Regions from separate parts of the Zea mays genome. Here region 1 is linked to region 2. A link is a contact called in public Hi-C data. All regions are on one chromosome and are shown on one strand. The core of a region is the stretch at or near the end of the contact, and the rest is flanking DNA. Distances in the headings are between cores, read along the strand shown.

What was found. Hi-C and Micro-C count contacts between places; a contact is called where the count stands out from the background.
Region 1: a Hi-C map of tassel shows a contact between it and region 2, with 1.9 times the contacts expected there. The contact joins the promoter of LOC100273868 here to the promoter of LOC100283510 in region 2. A contact is called at or near these places in 2 of 25 Hi-C or Micro-C datasets (ear and tassel).

What each region holds. Positions count from the first base shown.
Region 1 is chr4:2,045,083-2,047,860 of Zm-B73-REFERENCE-NAM-5.0, reverse strand. LOC100273868 reads left to right here and starts at 1,425. Exons shown (of 11, transcript NM_001148264.2): 1 at 1,425-1,602; 2 at 2,302-2,478; 3 at 2,568-2,778. The coding sequence starts at 1,504. It overlaps LOC100277820, which reads right to left and starts at 131. Exons shown (of 21, transcript XM_020551456.2): 1 at 1-131.
Region 2 is chr4:1,836,509-1,839,264 of Zm-B73-REFERENCE-NAM-5.0, reverse strand. It overlaps LOC100283510 (MYB59), which reads right to left and starts at 1,466. Exons shown (of 3, transcript NM_001412556.1): 1 at 1,140-1,466; 2 at 913-1,042; 3 at 96-821. The coding sequence starts at 968. The coding sequence ends at 386. All of the region lies in intron 2 of LOC103652679 (a long non-coding RNA gene), which reads left to right.

The DNA.
Region 1 (2,778 bases), core at 176-2,675, 210 kb before region 2:
ATGATTAGGAAGGCATTAGGATTTTAATGTTGTGGGATTGTTTGGCTACCCAGCCGTGGAAGAAGAATGTATGTTTGGGGTGTCATTAGGATGAGAAACATTACACCATATTAAATCACACTATATATATATATATATATATAAACGAATTGTTGGTCTTGCTTTCTTCCTATTTGTATGTGATTTCTTTTAAAAAACAAAAGGCGGGTCTATTGGATAAGGGATCATCTCTATATATAGTTTCTTAACTATATTTATGACACCAAAGCTTACATGCAATTTTTTTACTATCTATTGTATTCGGAAAAGCCATCCGGAATATTTGGGTTGAAGCTTGTATCACGAGAAATTGGGCCGAATCCTTGTGAAAAAAAAAACCAAATTGGACCTCACTCATTTGTCCGTTCATCTTGCACCTGAACTGGCCGAAAGGCCGAGACGGCCCACGGACCACCTGCACTGGTTGCGGCCATGGGAGGCATCACCATCACCATCACCATCACCATCACCATTCACCAACGTGTTGGGTGTAGGTTGCGTGTGTGGCTACGAAGGAAGAGCAAGCAGCAGCTGCCCAACCAACTGACACCAACCAAGCATGCATCTACCGGTCAGCAGGCCCATTCCATTCACCTGCCACCAAACTCGTCTTCCCTTCACTTGCAATGCACCTCAAAACTAAGGCCTCCTTTGGAAAGGAGTATTACTAAAACATAGTGATGAGAAAAATTATAGAAATAGAGTTGTATGTCATGAAGGATTCCATAGAAAAAATTTCAAGAGGTTGGACCTCATGTTAAAGGATGTTTGACATTTCTAATTTTCCAAAAGAAAATAAACTAATTTCGTTTGGTAAAATAGGGTTACCAAGTTAGCTCTAAAAATCCTCCAAAATCTCACTACAAGGCTCGATTTTATAGGATTTATGACAACTCAATCATTTGTTCCAAAAGAATATATGAAATTTTTGCATAGAGTTTTTAATCTTTCAAAATTCCTTCACTTTTTCTCTTTTTTCCAAAGAAGGTCTAACCATTCCTTCCTTCCTTCACCACGAGGTCAAAGCACGAGTTATTAATACCCGCACGTAGTGTTTGACACATTGCACACAATCTTGTGCAGTACTAGTATCCCACCCCAATTTTCTCCCCTAGGAACACAGTTTTGGACTTTCAAAAAAGCAAAACAAAAGGAAGAGAGGACTTGTCCATGTACAATAATACTACTTCAACACACATAATGTTAATTAAGATGGACAATTACTATTTCGTAATATTTATTTATATCTATCACTGCACTGCAGCGCTGTGATGCTTATGTTTTTTTTTAAAAAAAAAGGGTTAAAATCCATGTCCATTTCTGTGTAACGACCACTACTTAGATCCCATCTAACCCATGCATTTCTGAATCTCTCTCTACATAAACAAAAACCAGTCCTTTGTTCTTCTTCCCCCGGCACGCCCAGCGCCAGTCACCAACCTTCCACTCCCTCCCTCCGTCGCCATGGCGCGCAAGAAGATCCGGGAGTACGACTCCAAGCGCCTCCTCAGGGAGCACCTCAAGCGCCTCGCCGGCATCGACCTCACCATCCTCTCCGCCCAGGTCAGTCCGTCCGCGTCGCCTCCCTCCCTCCCACCCCCTTTCTGTCTGACCGGCGTTCCTCTCCGCACTGGATCTGTCGCCGTGTTGTCTCGGTTCACGTGATCCGGCTTCGGGCGGTGCAAAGATCCGGTTTTCATGAGCGGCCGGCCCGACGGATTTAAGCAGCCGCATTCCTATGATTTTATTATCACTGAACCGTTGCGTCAATCGGTAGAAAATGTGGCGTGTTACGAACTACCCCTATATAGTATGGGGATCTAGACAGACAGAGAAGGAGAAACATGGGAAAAGGTGCGATTTTTTTTCTTTTACTTTTGTATCCAATCGATATGAGCTACCGTTGCTTGCTGCAGTCCAGTGGCAGTAGGTGAGTAGAACTGTTTATTTTGCCGGATCTGCTGGTTGTTTGCCCGTGCGGTGTCATTTGCTTTACTCAGGCCAGTCTAAAGTAGTCTGAAGCAGCTTGGATCCGTAGGACAGTGACAGGGGCGCTCAGATTGTTGAATCTGGGGGTATCTGGGTATTTTTAAGTAACTTCATTTACAAAGACATCCATGATCACCGGTTTCAATTTCTAGTATAAAATTGGACTCTGGGTGGTTCCAGTCTTATTCTAGGACTGATGATTGGACACAGTGTCATGTCGTCAGATGATAATAACAAGTCAAGACTGAATTTCTGTGCCTTGCTTAATGATAGATCACGCAATCAACGGACTTCGCGGAGCTTGTGAGCCAGCAGCCATGGCTGTCAACCATGAAGCTAGTGGTGAAGCCTGATATGCTGTTCGGGAAGCGTGGGAAGAGCGGCCTCGTGGCTCTCAACTTGGATTTCAATCAAGTCAAGGAGTTTGTCAAGGAGCGGCTGGGGGTTGAGGTATAGTAGTTGCTTGTGTGAAAAATAACCTGTCCTCCAGACATGCTACATGAGTTGATTTTGTGTCATGTGATCCATTAATTTTTCAGGTTGAGATGGGTGGCTGCAAGGCTCCAATCACGACCTTCATCGTCGAGCCATTTGTGCCACATGATCAAGAGTACTACCTTTCGATTGTCTCAGAGAGGTTGGGCAGCACCATCAGCTTCTCAGAGTGTGGAGGGATTGAGATTGAGGAGAACTGGGACAAGGTTAAGACTATTTTCCTTCCTACTGAGAAGCCAATGACGTCTGATTCAT
Region 2 (2,756 bases), core at 217-2,716:
GTAATATTCAATCTTCATCATATTCTATGTAACAATAACTGCAAACCATATTATGCTGTTATTTGTTCAGCACAACAAGAACAGAGATAAATAGATATATCATGCATATAGAGCGTCCACACTATTGCACAAACTGATACAAACTATTTTTCAAACTACATAGATACATACATTATGAGCATACCACCAGTGTTACACTAGATTTAAAAATACTGCATACTAATGCAAGCATAGTTAGGAAGTACAAATACTGCAAATCTGCTAGGCAGATAGCTGAGTGGCCTGACCAATATAGATGTATTCCTTCAGCCTTCAATAGCGATGGCCTTATTTACCATAAGCCCATAACCAAATCGTGCAGCCAACATCTTGATTTCATTTTCCATCACATCATGATTTCTTGATCTCCCATCTTCCAGAATATCTCAGGGCATTTGTAGTCCCACATTACAGGTGATGGTAGATGACAGGGGCTACTGCTGCACGTCTTCTCTTTCCCTTCAGCAATACTCAGCAAGTTAGGTGCATGTGGTGCCTCAATCTCCTTCCATATCTGATCCATGGGATATCCATCCATGACACTCTGTGTGTTCTCGAGGGTGCTGGTGACACAGCTACCATTGTGAGTGTCACCACTGCCCATCCCAATGACTGGAATGGTGTCAAGAAGGCAGGTTTGGTATGTCAGTGAGGAGGATGAGGATGAAGGTGATGGCATGCCCATCTTCCTCTCCTGTGCCTTCTTTCTCATGTGTGTTCTCCAGTAGTTCTTGATCTCATTGTCTGTGCGCCCTGGCAGCCTCCTTGCTATCCTAGACCACCTACATATGGAGAATTTGAATGAGCTTCATCTTCACCTAAATTTAGTAACCGAGAAAAACTGCTGTCTAGAAAAACTTCTTCAAATCAAACCTGTTCCCCCACCGAGCATGGAGCTCAATGATAATGCGCTCTTCTTGTGGTGACATGCGGCCATGCTTGAGGCCAGGGTGAAGATAGTTCACCCAGCGCAGGCGGCAGCTCTTTCCTGTCCTGTTGAGGCCTGCATGAACATAGAGAATGTATAGTATGAAGAAGGCTGGTTAGACAGGAAGACATTCGTGTTTGCGACTTTGCGCTAAGGATAGCAAAATAGCTACCTAAGTTGTAGTTCTCCAACCCCTCAAACCTGAGACTTGAGCAATGAAGTCCCAACGATGGTCACCAAACAGGCGGACAGTGCATACCAGCTGAATGTCCTCCTGCTCTGTCCATGGCCCCTTACGCATCTCCTCTCTCACAGTCACCATGTTACTACCACACTAACGTTGCTCGCTTCTACCTTGGATAGGTTGGGAACCAGTCTTGGTGTTCTTCCTCCTCTGTGTGCTTGTGGGCTCCAGTTCCAGGTTCAAATCCTTGATGAACTCCAGCCTGATAGGAAGAAGGTAGCTATAGGGAGAAGAAGCCACTATGTCTTATGCTTTGTGCTGAATTGCTGTCTTTAGCCACTCTTTTATAGGCAACAGGACAAGCTCTTCCCTCTCAATAAATAAATAAATAGAAGTGGAATCAGTTGTGCGGTCACATGACGTGGTGCATGTGATTTTAGAGAATCCTATAGATCCTATCATCACTAGGTTTGTGCTCAGACTGTGCTAAGAAATTTTGCTTCTCTTGGTTATTGCTTTGAGTAACATATTATAGTAGGGAATTGTTGATACTGCTTTGTTTATAATGGGTTCAGAATAACGCTTGTCTCTTATATGTTGGCTCTGTGGGTTGACTTCAATCATTTTGACATAAAACAACAAAGCTGTTCTTTTTCTTTGTTACCTCGTTTATACAGAAGAAATATGTGTAACGATATGTTTTCTCATGTTTCACACAAAAGGGGAGAAACATTTGTGGCTATCTTTACTGTGATGATTTTAGTATGCTCTAAGCATTATTACCTTTAGCATCTTATTCTTTGATAAAAGGAATAGACATCTGGCTCTGAAGTCTTAAGTGGATACTGGTGCTTGCTTTAGGTAACCCATAACGATGCCATGCTTTATACCTGCACCTTCAATTATGTCGACAATGTCCAATCATTTTTATTTTCCTTTTCTAGATGCTTCACGGGTATTATAAATGGGTCGCTGCAGGTTTTTTTCTACAAACTGAGAAAAAAATGTACCCTTTCTTCTCTTGATATGAACCTTTTACCTGGTGGGTTATGACAGTTGATTGACCATTCAGAAATTCTTAATGCTAATCCATGATTTGCTTGCTACATATGTACATTCAGAATCACAAACCATGTATGCAGTGTAGCAAACTTTTTAGGAACTGGTGCTTATTTCCTTTCCCCTGGAAGTGAAAAGGTTTTGCTTCCATCTCATGTCAGCAATTATCCTAAGCATAGCAAAAAATTGTCACAAACGCACCTTCAACAGAAACAATACTCAAATTCACAAAACACATATTCTTCCACTGAGGGTGCCACGTAAAAAAAAAGCCCTTTTGGTATTAGTTGAGTTGAACCACATAAAAGTAACATTTGTGTGTCTGTATGTACTAGAACTAAAATGACTTGTACCATTACCATTATGCAGAGGTTTTCTGATTTAGTGATGATACCACTGTAGCATATCTGCAGTGTCTCAGTTGTATAAAAAAGTAAAAAAAATGTGATGTTTTCTAACAGATTTTTAATTGAAGAAATAGATCTATCAACTAATTAATAAATCGGTTCAAGTAAAATACTCATGATGACCTATTTTTTGCCCATC